2 separate regions of the Capra hircus genome follow, and region 2 is linked to region 1. A link is a contact called in public Hi-C data. All regions are on one chromosome and are shown on one strand. Each heading gives the region's core, a stretch centred on a gene start, on an enhancer-like site or on the middle of the called end of the contact. The rest is flanking DNA. Distances are from core to core; before and after follow the strand shown.

The links. A called contact is a pair of places that touch in the nucleus more often than the background predicts.
Region 2: a contact with region 1 is called in a Hi-C map of blood, with 2.3 times the contacts expected there. The contact joins the enhancer-like site here to the promoter of CHRNA2 in region 1. A contact is called at or near these places in 4 of 5 Hi-C or Micro-C datasets (blood and liver).

What each region holds. Positions count from the first base shown.
Region 1 is chr8:74,360,743-74,367,681 of ARS1.2, reverse strand. CHRNA2 (neuronal acetylcholine receptor subunit alpha-2) reads left to right here and starts at 2,632. Exons shown (of 6, transcript XM_005684036.3): 1 at 2,632-2,823; 2 at 4,037-4,188; 3 at 4,631-4,675. The coding sequence starts at 2,751.
Region 2 is chr8:74,500,931-74,507,197 of ARS1.2, reverse strand. It overlaps LOC102183600 (clusterin), which reads left to right. Exons shown (of 9, transcript XM_018052776.1): 9 at 273-538. The coding sequence ends at 538. Among named protein-coding and RNA genes, the nearest start is that of APTX, 60 kb to the left of the region's middle. Within about 2 kb of position 4,382, at least 2 of the 5 cell types and tissues checked have an H3K27ac peak or open chromatin away from gene starts, as enhancers often do.

The sequences.
Region 1 (6,939 bases), core at 1,383-3,882:
CATTATTGGCTTTACTTTATTGAATCTGCTTCTATGTCTTTAATATCACTATTCCTCTTTTGTCATTTACTTATTCACTCAGTATTCCATATCCTTGAATAAAGTCTAACAGACATCCATGGTATTCACTGGCTTGGAGGGTAGCAAGTTCTATCATTGCTGTTTTTTTTCCCCTGAGGCTGGAATTTGTAAAAGAAAATAACCAGGAAAATGACCAGCTGGTGTGGTAATCCAGATGACCTTTAAGATTCCATCCAACCTTGAGAGGTTAAGCTTCTATGATTAATCAACGTATTGAGCCAATCATAAGAAAGCTAGAAATAGGCTCTCTCTATCACTGCCTAAGCAGTTCTGATGAAGTGATTTGGAAGAAGAAACATTATTATTTCCTCTAACTGAGGGACTTTCTCTGGGGTATTGACAGTTACAGAAGAGCAATGACTCCCGTGCCTGGGGATGTGCCGGGTAATGGACAGGGGCTCAGCGAGATGCAAACAGGTTTTATGGAGAAGGTGCTGCTGCTGCTGCTGCTGCTGCTAAGTCACTTCAGTCGTGTCCGACTCTGTGACACCCCATAGATGGCAGCCCACCAGGCTCCCCCATCCCTGGGATTCTCCAGGCAAGAATACTGGAGTGGGTTGCCATTTCCTTCCCCAGTGCATGAAAGTGAAAAGTGAAAGGGAAGTCGCTCAGTCGTGTCTGACTCTTAGAGACCTCATGGACTGCAGCCTACCAGGCTTCTCCATCCATGGGATTTTCCAGGCAAAAGTACTGGAGTGGAGAAGGTGAGCCTTGTGAAAAGAGTAGAACAGTGTGAGAAGTTGAAAACCATCTGCCGTGGGAAGATGGACGAAGAAGTCAGTGCATACCACCTTAACTTCAGTGGAATCAGGGTTCAGGATGTGGGCAAGAGAGGCTGACTTGGGTTGGGGTGTACGGAGCTCTGGTCACGGCAATGCAAGCCCAGTGAGCATGTCCGAGCCCTTTGAAATGAAAAAGTGTTAGTCACATGTCTGACTCTTTGCAACCCCCATAGACTGTAGTCCGCCAGTCTCGTTTGTCCATGGAGTTCTCCAGGCAAGGATACTGAAGTGGGTAGCCATTCCCTTCTCCAGGGGATCTTTCCGACCCAGGGATGGAATTCAGGTCTCCTGCAGTGCAGGCAAATTCTTTACCATCTGAGCCACATGGAAGCCTTGAATCCTTTATATATGTAATACTTTTTGCATAGTTTTCCCTGTGCACCCCCTTCATCCAGACCCACTTTACAAATAGGGTCATCACCCTGCAGGCACCACCCCCCTAACCTGCCAGTCCAGGCATGTGGAAGATTGAAGGGTTTGGGGCTCTTTCTCTTTTCATATCTTTCTAACAAGAGGTGGAAATTTACTCTAATTACTGCTAATTACCTGGAAGAGTTTCTCCTTTGGTTTCCAGTGACAAATTAAATTATCATAGCGGACTAATTACAAGATATGCAAGTGTGAGTCTTCTTGCAGGAATATGTCCACCGGAGTCGACTGAATCTCATTTGCATATTCTTCCAGAGGGTCTTGGATGTCTCTGGTTGAATCTTTATATGGTGCAAGTTCAGCATGCCTTGATTTCTACTTCTTTTCCCCCTATTCTTATGAGTGGGAAAAAAAAAACAACATGCTTTTATTTAGTGCCCTTGGTGGGAAGGTGAAACAGATTATAGTCTTGGGATCTGCAGCCATGATACTGGTTGGAAGGAGAAGGGAGTGAAGCTGTGCATGGAGGAACCTCCTAGAACTCTGGATCTAGGTGAGACTGGCTTTGGTGTAGGGCACCTGGGCCTTGTCACCACCTGTCTTTCACAGACCTTAGTTGTGACTGTGGCAGAGCAATGACAGTCACAACCTACAAAACACAAGCCAGTACTGGCCGAGTCGCTCATACACAATTATCTTTCTATTTGCCACCGCTGAGTGGCACTAGAACACGTTATAATTGAGAAGCTGAGATGTGAGCTTGAATTCCAACTTCATCAGTTGTTAACTGTGTTGTTGTTCAGTTGCTAAGTTGTGTCCGACTCTTGGCGACCCCATGAACTGCAGCACACCAGGCTGTCCTGTCCTCTACTTATCTCCTGGAGTTTGCTCAAATTCATGTCCATCGAGTCAGGGATGCTATCTAACCATCTCACCCTCTCCCACCTCCTTCTCTTTTTGCTTCAGTCTTTTCCAGCATCAGGGTCTTTTCCAGGGAGTCAGCTCTTTGCCTCAGGTGGCCAAAGTATTGGAGCTTCAGCTTCAACATCAGTCCTTTCAGTGGATATTTAGAGTTTATTTCCTTTAAGATAGACTGGTTTGATCTCCTTGCAGTCCAAGGGACTCTTAAGAGTCTTCTCCAGCACCACAATTCAAAAGCATCAATAACTATGTGGCCTTGGGCAAATCAGTCAATTTTTCTGATCATCAGTATTTTTAATTTAAATAAAAAGGATAATACTATACCCTTCCCTGTACCTTCCTAGGATTGATGGGAAGTCCAAATGAGGTCAAAGGTGTGAGGCACTGGAGGTGATGCCTTCTTGCGTCAAGGAGGCATCACCCTAAGAACACTTCGCTGGGCTCACTCAGGTTCTGAGGTGAGAAGGAACCAGGGAAATCTGCCGTGCTAGCTCTCCAGGCCCTGCTGGGGGAGTGGTCCCAGCTTCAACCCACAGCCAAGCCCAAGCCGGCCTTCCTTCTGATGTCCAGCAGCCGCCAGACCACTCCTCTGAAGCCATGGGTCCCTCCCGTCTTGCGATCCCGTTCAAGACAAAGATCGGGCTCTGGTGGCTTCTTCTGATCCCGGCAGGTGAGCAGGGGCGGTCCCCAGGGCATCCTGGCACACATGTGAGCGCACATGCCTCGGGTTGAAACTGCTGCAGGTGCGTTGGTGGTGACCCGCGAGTCTCAGGGTAGCTGTTCCATCGCGGGATGGTAGGGGGCGCTCGCTGCGGGCATCTGAACCTCGCAAGCCCAGTTCTCCCCATCTGCAAAATGCTAACTGTGCTGTGACCCTCCCAGGGCTCCTGGGGGTGCGGCCTGGAATGAAGGCTAGTGACTAGCACCTGAGATACATACATGGCAGCTGCTATCGATGTTTTGAATTTTAGAGCGGTGGTTCTCGACCTACTCAGGCAGGAGAACCCTGAAGAGATGAAACTGTTTGCAGAACAGGGTGAAACCAGACAAGGGTGATTCCATCAGACAATCTGGGGACACTTTACCTAGCTGATGAGAAGGAGCAGATACCAGTGGTTTGAGGAAAAACAGGGGAGATTCTCCGAGTGGCAGAGAATTTCATGGTTAGCATTAGAGGTTCCTTATAAGAGGATGGGGGTGAAAGTTCCCGGGGCCAGCTCACCCCTCACAATCAGGTGCCTCTCACAGTTTGCTGTCCCTTGGGTCTCCTCAGTTTCAGGCTTAATCTTTTCCCTCTGTCTGACTTCTTCCCACTGCTCTGCACCCCTCTGAGTACTTGTTTTCACCCCTTATCCGTTGTTGTTGCTGTTCAGTTGCTAAGTTGTGTCCGACTCTTTGTGACCTCGTGGACTTTGGCACGCCAGCCTTCCCTGTCCTTCACCATTTCCTGGAGTTTGCTCAAACTCATGTCCATTGAGTCGATGATGCCATTCAATCATCTCATCCTCTGCTTCCCCCTTCTCCTCCTGCCCTCAATCTTTTCCAGCATCAGGGTCTTTTCCATTGAGTCAGCTCTTTGCATCAGGTGGCAAAAGTACTGGAGCTTCAGCTTCAGCATCAGTCCTTATCCAGTAGTCACAGAGTAACTGATATTGCTTGAGTGCCGACTATGCACTGATTGGTTGCTTTGTAAGTTCGAACAGACGTTATTATATTTCATTCTCAGCAGTGTTTTGACATAGGTACGGGATTAGTGTGCCCATTTTGCAGGTAAGGAAACTAAGGTTCAGTGAGGCTGAGTGGCTCTGGTTGGACGGGAGAGGGAGCCAAGTGCCCAGCACCACGGACTCCTGGAAACCCCCATCTCCCTTCCTGTCCAACAGTATCCTCGAAGAGGGCCCCCCACACCCACGCTGAGGACCGCCTCTTCAAACACCTCTTTAGGGGCTACAACCGCTGGGCAAGACCGGTGCCCAACACCTCGGACGTGGTGATCGTGCGCTTTGGGCTGTCCATCGCCCAGCTCATCGATGTGGTGCGTCTGTCCTACCATCCTTCCCCCTTGGGATCAGCCCTGGGCACGGACCCCTTTCCAGGGCTCCTCTGTTCCTCCCCATCTCCAGTGCTCCCAGTCCGCCTCAGTCAGAGCTTCACCCTTCAGCATCACAGGTGTTCAGTCTCCCTCCCACTCTCAGCCCTGGAGCCCCTCCAGGGAGGACGGTGATTGGCAGCAGTGGGTTTTCTAAATGCCCTCCTTGTGTCACCTGACATAAGCCCAGAGGACCCAGAGGCCCGTGTGATCCTGAAGAATCTGAGTGAGGAGGGCACTATCAGGAGGGGCGGAGGGTGGGCTGGACTTGGGGCATCATGTCAAAGCTTCTTTGGCGAGTGGGATCCTGAATCACCTCCTCCCACTCTGCCCTGTTTCCTGGGACTCGCTCCTCAGTCTAACTGCTTTCTCTCCCGCTACTGGTCAGGATGAGAAGAACCAAATGATGACTACCAACGTCTGGCTAAAGCAGGTGAGTGTCCCTCCCCGGGGCAAGGCAGGAGCAGGGTGGGAACTCATGAGCTCCAGACCCTCCCAGGACTCTTTCACTAGCAGCATGATTCTAAACTCATGTTCTGCCTGAGACTTGCCACTCAGGACCCTTCCAAAGCCAGCTGATTTCAGGCCGCTTCTCGCGAGGGGCTGCGCTCCTGCGGCCAGGCTCTGAGTCCAGTATAGAGATTCCACCGACAAGAGCCGCATGGTTCCCTTTCCGGGAGTGGACATTGCCTACATCCCTGCTACATGTGCAGGTCAGCTCACTGAACTGTCACTGAAAACATGGGCAGTTTTATTCTGTCCGCTTTACAGCCGAGGGAAATAGAAGCAGGGTGCTAGAAGAGAGGCCAGGTGTGTCCCACTGTGTATCCCAGGCTCCTTCTACTGGAGAACACCGAGTGCTCTGTGTCTACACTGCCTAACAGGTTTCCCCAGACCTCACTGGCTTAGAGCAACAGATAGCTTATTATAGCAAGAGATTTCATGGCCAGGCATTTTAGTGCTTTGCTTGGAGACTCCTGGCAGCACTTGGCTGGTGGCTGGAGGGTCCAAGGTGGTTTCACTCACCTGTCCATCCCTCAGCAAGGATGTCTGGAAGACTCTGAAAGATTCTGGAAGCCAGGCCCAGCCATGCCTTCTCCTCCTGGCACTTTCAGGCTCTCTCCATCTGTTCTCTCCAGAAGAGAAGCTGGACTCCTCACCCGATGGCCCAGGGACCCCAGAGAAAGGGTCTCAAGAGATAGGAAATGTAGTTGCTGCCTCTTAACCAGAAACTGGCTCAGCGTCAGTTCTGGTAACGGGTGAGCAGCCCTCTTTCATGTGCCACTCACGAGGGCAGAACTCGGGTGCACGGGCTTTTTAGATCTCTCTCCCTTGCCCTCCTCCTTGCTCACCCTTCCCCAGACCCTGAAGATGTCTTCTCCCTGGAGATGGGAGAAGACAAGAAAGAGGGCCCAGCCCTTTGCCTACGTCCCTCCCATGGCGTCTTCTCCACAACCCACTGGCAACCTAACTCTCCCCATCTCAGAGGCTGGCACTTTGAAAACCATAACCATCAAAATTTTGATGGACATTTCTGTTTGAGTCACTTTAAAATATATGTATTTATTTTGGGCTGCGCTGGGTCTTTGTTGCTGCACATGGGCTTTCTCTAGTTGCAGGGTACGTGCTTCTCATTGCGGTGGCTTCTCTTGTTGCCGAGTATGGTGAGCACTCAGGCTTTAGTAGTGGCCGCACTTGGGTTCAGTAGTTGTGGTGCATGGGCCTAGTTGCTCCCCAGCATGTGGGGTCTTCCCAGACCAGGGGTCCAACCCGCATCCTCTGCATTGCAAGCTAGATTCTTTTTTTTTAATTAATTTATTTTTAAATGAAACAAAGATGAATATTTTAAATGAAAAAAGGTACAATGCACAAAGAAATAGACGTCATAAACCTTTAGACACTAAACACTAAAGAAGCTAAGATATATAAAGCAAAAATCAGAAGAAATATAAGGGAAAAGAAAAAATATAATAGTGACACATGTTAACATCTCTCTGAGAATATTTTATCAAGTGCAGAAAAAATAAGAATAGGAGCATCTTGAATGATGTTATTAACAGTTTAAATATGATAGATTTCGATTTATATTATTTTGTATAAATCTTATATCCCACACAAATATATTTAAACTTTTGTATCTCATATGCTGTTATTAGATGTCCACAGGACATTTAGAAAAACTGGCAAAAAGATAAACATAACTAAATTTAAAAAGTAGGTTTTTGTGTGGTTCAGTTATACCTATACACATACATTATTTTTTAAATTATTTTCCACTATAGGTTATATTATAAGATATTGACTATAGTTCTTTGTGCTATTCAGAAGCAAGCCAGATTCTTAACGACTGGACCACCAGGGATACTCGGTTAGTGGCGGGTGTGCCATTCCTGCTCCACCCATCTACAGCCTACTCCAAAGCTTTCACCTACACACAAATAATTAGCACCATTGCTAAGCCAATGTCTTCCCAAGCATGGTTTTGGTACCAATGGCAGTTCCTTGAGATGATTTTAGTTGGCTCCAAAACCTCTTTTTAAAAAGTCATACATGTATATTTCAGTAGATAGCTTCAAATGATGTGGGTTTTCCAGCTACTTCAGTGATGTAAAATTCAAAAATTTATGTAAGCTTAACTAGGACTTCCCTGGTGGTTCAGACAGTACAGCGTCTGCCTACAATATGGGAGACCTGAGT
Region 2 (6,267 bases), core at 3,133-5,632, 140 kb before region 1:
ACTGCCTGGCTTGTTGCTGCCCAAAGGAAGCATGGCAGCTCAGAAACCATGTTTTACTTGGGGGGGCTCCCCCTGGGCTGGTCCTTTGTGGAAGGCATTTACCCCAAAAAAGTAGTGTCTCTGAGGGCGTTTCTGTTCACCAAGTTGTCTAGTTGTGGAGGTTAGGGAAAAGCAAAGGGGTCCACAGATCCGAATGAAGCCTTACTTTAGTTGCCAGCTGAGTCTGGGTTGACCATCTTCCCCACCTCCTTGTTACTTTTTCTCCTTCCAAGTGAATCCCCACAGCTCTGACCCCAGAATTCCGTCTGGCCTCACCAAGGTGGTTGTGAAGCTCTTCAACCCCTTCCCCATCACTGTGATGGTCCTGCAGGAAGTCTCCAGTCCTAACTTTATGGAAAACGTGGTGGAAAAAGCGCTGCAGCAATACTGCCACCTCGGGCCCTCTGGGGCGAACAGCTCCTTGGGGGTCCAAAACACAGGGCAGAGGCGTCACTGGAGCTATAGCCAGAGCCCACGCAGGAAGTTGGGAAGCTACTAGGAATTTGTTTCTTTCTTTGGAGGATGTTCTTTCTGGGTTGATGAGAATCAAAGTGTTGGTTGCTGCCTCTCAGTGATTATCAGCCCTCACCTTCCCCTCCCCTGTTTCTTTCTCAGGGAGGAGTGAGGCGTGAAAGTTGCTTTTCTAAGTATGGGGGCATCTGCACCCACTTGCCCCTGAGATGAGCTTCAGGCCCCTCTAGAGAGTTCTGCACATCACCAGGTGACCAGGCCCTGGGCTCGAGGCCCTCCTGACCCCACCAGCCCCTCTTTCCTCTGAACTCCTCTGAAACGCACTGATGCCTGCGTTTGCTGATCACCGGAGGAACTTGCTCACATGCCCCTAACTCAATAAACCGCCTTGTAATCTGAATGTTTTGCTGTGTCTTTTTTTAAAATTTTTTTGGCTGCGCCCTGAGGCATGTGGGATCTTTTTTCACTGTTGTTGTTGATTAGTTGCTCAGTCTCTATTGACCTCTGTTACGACCTATGGACTATAGCCCACCAGGCTCCTCTGTCCATGGAATTCTCCAGGCGAGAATATTGGAGTGAGTAACCATTCCCTGCTCCTGGGGATCTTCCTGACCCAGGGATCAAACCCACATCTGCATTGGCAGGCGGGTTCTTTACCACTGAGCCACCAGGGAAGCCCCTTTTAGTTCACTGACTAGGAATCCAACCCACACTCTCGGCATTGGAAGTGTGGCGTCTTAACCTCTGGACCACCAGGGAAGTCCTGGTGTGTCCTCCTTAGGCTGCTTGTTTTGTTTGTTTTAACCCCCGAATGTCTTCATTTGAATATGGGAAAAAGAAAAGAAAAACCAATGGCTAAAATGGTATAATCTCAAGTAGTTGAGAATAAAAGGAATGGGATGATGAAGTTGGTCCAGTTCAAGGATTTCCTGCTTTTAGGAAGAGACGTGCCCAGCAGCCAGCTAAAGCATGTTTCTGAAAAACGAACCGTTTCCATTTTCTTATAAAGTGGATACATACTATGATTGGGGTCAGGATGATCTCCCGAAGGAATACATTGAAAATTAGGGTGTGTAAGGGTAAAAATAAGGCATACTGGTTATTTTGATACATAATTGATATTTTCCTTCTGGAAAATGTACTCCTCCCCAAAAAACAAAATGAGGTAATTTTCTTTTAGTTGTGAGAGCTTAGAGTCCCTGTGAAACCTTCTTGACTGTGGCATTGCTTGTTTACTGTCTGTTCTATGCTACCTTTATATCTGTCCCCCAAGCTTAAGAATTTCTCCTCTGCCTGGGTTTTTCCTGATAACTATTCACCCCTCCGGGCTTCTCAGGTGACTCAGTGGTAGAGAATCCGCCTGCAATGCAGGAGACACGAGTTCAGTCCCTGGGTTGGAATAAACAGGAGAGGGTGAGATGTATGGAAAGAGTAACGTGGAAGCTTACATTACCATGTGTAAAACAGATAGCCAACGGGAATTTGCTGTATGGCTCAGGAAACTCAAACAGGAGCTCTGTATCAACATTAGAAGGGTGGGATGTGGAGGGAGATGGGGGGGAGGTTCAGAAGAGAGGGGATATATGTATACCTATGGCTGATTCATGTTGAGGTTTGAGAGAAAAATAACAAAATTTTGTAAAGCAATTATCCTTCAATTAAAAAATTAATTAAAAAAATTTCGCCCCTCACTTTGAAATATAGCTGGTCTGCAGTACCCCAAGATTGCCAGCAGGTGGCACCAACTAACTGCAATACTTTTCTCCACATTAAGAAGCTTTTCCGTTTATGAATCTTCTCTAAAGAATCCTGTTCATCAAATATACATCAAAGGGAAATGAAAACCATCTGGATGCACGCCAGGTTTGTAACAAAATCCACATGTAAGTTAAAAGCTTAAAATATTCTTAGTTTACTATTCCTTTTCTCTCTCTCTGTTGCCACACAGATGACAATATCTATTAGCTTATGTCCACAGAAGCTAGTACTTTAGTACTGCTATCAAGGAAATTCAGAGAAAGGTAAGTGTGTGTGATTCACTTAAAGATATATGTTAATTAGGGTTATGGTTCAGAGGGCATTTGCTAAAATGATCATAATTGCAAATTATATATTACATTAAGTCACTTATTACATTTCACAAGTTATTTTCTGTTTTCCACTATGCTGCTGGATGTTGGAAGTCACTATACCCCCAGTTGTTGCTTCTTTTTATGCAACTCCCTTTAAATTCTAGACTTGCCCCTTAAAAGACAGAGCCTAGGACTTCCCTGGTGGTCCAGTGGTTAAGAATTTGTCTGCCAATGCGGGGAACATGGGTTTCATCCCTGGTCCGGGAAGGTCCCATAGGCCATGGGGCAGCTAAGCCCATGCACCACAACTGCTGAGCCCATGCGCCTAGAACCTGTGCTCTGCAACGAGAGAAGCCACCACAATTAAAAACTCACACACCACAGCTGCTTGCCCTAACTAGAGAAAGCCCACATGCAGCAATGGAGACCCTGCGCAGCCAAAAATACTACCTGATGCAAAGAGCCGTCTCATTGGAAAAGACCCTGATGCTGGGAAAGACGGAGGGCAGGAGAAGGGGGGCGACAGAGGATGAGATGGTTGGATGGCATCACTGACTCAATGGACATGAGTTTGAGCAAACTCTGGGAGATAGTGAAGGATGGGGAAGCCTGGCATGCTGCAGTCCACGGGATTCGAAAGTAGACACAACTGAGCAACTGAACAATAAAAGCCAAAAAAAAAAAAAAAAAAGAGAGAGAGCCTGAAGCTGACTCTGAGTTTCACTGGATGCCCCTTTCCCCTTCCTGTTTCCCTCTTTGCACCGTGACCTGATTTGAGGGTCCTTGGATGTCCCTCCATCCCTGATAGAAATCTCAGCCAGAGGCCCCAGAAAGCCCTGAGGCAGGAGATGAAGTCACCATGGTTCTGGATGAGACAGGGTGGGGATCTTCCAGCTGGGGGTCTGTGGATAACGGGCCCTTGGTTTCTAGCTTCTAGGATCCTTATGGCAGAGAGGGAGCAGGGCTTGATGTTCTGAGAAGAGAGGGCTGCTTAGTGGAGGTTGGGGTGGGGGGCGCGGAATCATGACCCCTGCTGTCAGCCTCTGCATCGCCACTTGACTGTCTTCTGCCAGAAACCCATAGTTGGGTATCATCTCTGATGACCATGAAGTGAAATGACACCAGAGTTGTTCAGTGTGCAGCCTGGGCAACTGTTACCAGGAACCCTGGGCCAACCACAATTCTCTAAACCCTGGGCCAGTTATTTTGTGTGATCCCATCAGTTCCCCACAATTACCCTCAGGGCAGTGGTTATTTCCTCCACAGCATAAAAGCTGCCGGGGGTGATGGGGGGAGCTTTCACTCGAGAAGTGCCTAGAGGGAAGAAGACCCTGCCCCAGTTCCTTGTGGCCCACAGAGGCTATAGAAGGAGACCCCGGGTTGCGGCCCTGCCCTGTGAAATAGCAGGGGATAGGGGAGTGATGGGAGCCAAGAAGCCTCCCATGCAGAGAGCGAGAGCGCGCCACCAAGTGGTGGAGGTGGGGATGACAGACAGTCACTCAGCTCTGGACTCCCCAGGCTCCTGGCATCATCTCTCCTGGGGTTACATGGTTGGAGTCGGTCACAGTGACAGGATTAGAAAAAAGCAGTCAACACGTAACAGAGCCTTTGGTCGCCCTGAGGGGGCTGGAGACTCGGACTGCTGGCAGGGGCCTATGGAGGACACAGGTGGCAAGTTTAAGGCCTACCCAGGGACACCGTTCACTTGTCTGTGATGGGAAGAAATCAACTGGCAGTAGCAGCCCAGATCAACAGACCAAGCAAGACCCTACCGCGTCTCAGAGGAGCTTGACCAGGGCGAGGAGGACGAGGGAGGGGGCGTGTCCAGTGTGGGACACGCCCCCTCCCTACTCTGCTCGGGGTTCTCAGAAGGTGAGCAGGGCAGCCTGTGTGCCCCTCACCTCCTGCACCCCTCCTCCTCTGATGGGGCAGAGAAAGAGCCTGGCTTTGCACTGGAGAGTGACGTTCCAAAGTAAATGGATCCTTTTATTACCTGTGAGATGTTCAGGAAGTAAAACAATCTGCTCTAGCTATTATCAAGTGAAGAGAACAGTGGTCAGAATGAATAAAATTGCTTCTTGTGTGCGCCTCCGAAGGAATGGAAACTCCACAATAAACAGATTCTGAGTCACAACCACAGTTGAGCAAGAGCTTCAGACAGGAAGTGGACCGAGGAGAGATAATTGCAAGTGTGGGTGTAGACATAATGTGTGTGCTCAGTTGCTCGGTCGTGTCCTTACCCTTTGTAGTCCCATGGACTGTAGCCTGCCAGGCTCCCGTTCATGGGATTCTTCAGGCAAGAATACTGGAATGGGTTGCTGTGCCCTCCGCCTCCAGGGGATCTTCCCAACTCAGGGACTAACAGTGTGTCTCTTATGTCTCCTGCGTTGGCAGGTGAGTTCTTTACCACTATCGCCACCTGGGAAGTGTAGAGATAATAAGAACCATTTATTTGCAGAAATGCAGAATTGGGATCAAACCCAAGTCTGACTCTGGGGTCCGAGACACCTGCCCCAGTGTCCTCTCACGACCGAGTGTTTGCCTGGTGTTCTCTCGCTGTGACAGAATGGCTTGGTAAACCCAGGAAGTATCAGTATTGAATAGATCTAAAGACAACTTGAGGACTCAGGTCTGCAGAATATTTATTCATAGAACTGACAACTGCCAAATCAGTCAATAAGAAAGCAAGGAAATGCTGGGCCACATGGAACAAATTTACCAGGTTAATAATGGACTCTTTGTTTGCCTCTGAGATATCTCAGCCCCTTGGGCACAATCCTCCCGGATGGTGACATTGATCTTGGTGGGGTAGGGGTGGGCAATAACAGTGACTCCTGCCCCACCCCCACCACTCTTACTCACTAATGGTCAACACTTGCCTTCAGCCAGGTCAAGTCCGCTGCAAAGTTGGGGAGAGGGCATCAGGCTGCATATAGGAGAGGGCATCAGGCTGCATATTGGAGAGGGAGACAAGTCAGCACATTTCTTGCCCTCACTTCTTGCCTCGGGGCTTCCCAGGTGGCACGAGTGGTAAAGAACCCACCTGCCAAGGCAGGAGGCTTAAAAGATGAGGGTTCGGTCCCTGAGTCGGGAAGATCTGGAGGAGGGCATGGCAACCCACTCCAGTATTCTTGCCTGGAGAATCCCATGGACAGAGGAGCCTGGCGGGCTAGGTCCATGGAGTCGCAAAGAGTCAGACATGACTGAAGTGACTTAGCATGCACGTTGCCTCTAATATCAAAGGAATAAAGGCAGTGATCTTCAAGTGGTACCAGATGTTCTACAATCTCCTCTTGCTCTCCAGACCCTTCGGTGCCCAATTCAATAAAAAAGAGCACGTGACCCAGTCTGAGTGCCAAGCAGGCAGGTCACACAGCAGCGGAGGTGACAGGTGAACCACATACTCCAGCCTCATGTCCATGAAGAGACTTTTGCCTTCTTTGTGAAGGACTTTGTGCATGTGGACAGCATCACAAAGATGCCCTGACAGCATTAAAGGAAGATATTTGTCCCCCAAATTCAAGCCTGCACCCCTACCACCAGCCTGGAATGAACACGGCATCATTCTTTACAACAATGTCCTGCGATTATCCAGAGCCCAACAAAACATTCTCTTACTCTGTGTTTGTAAAAGTATCCACTTGTGGGTGTCAAAAATTAAAACTAACCAACAGTTTGATAATTC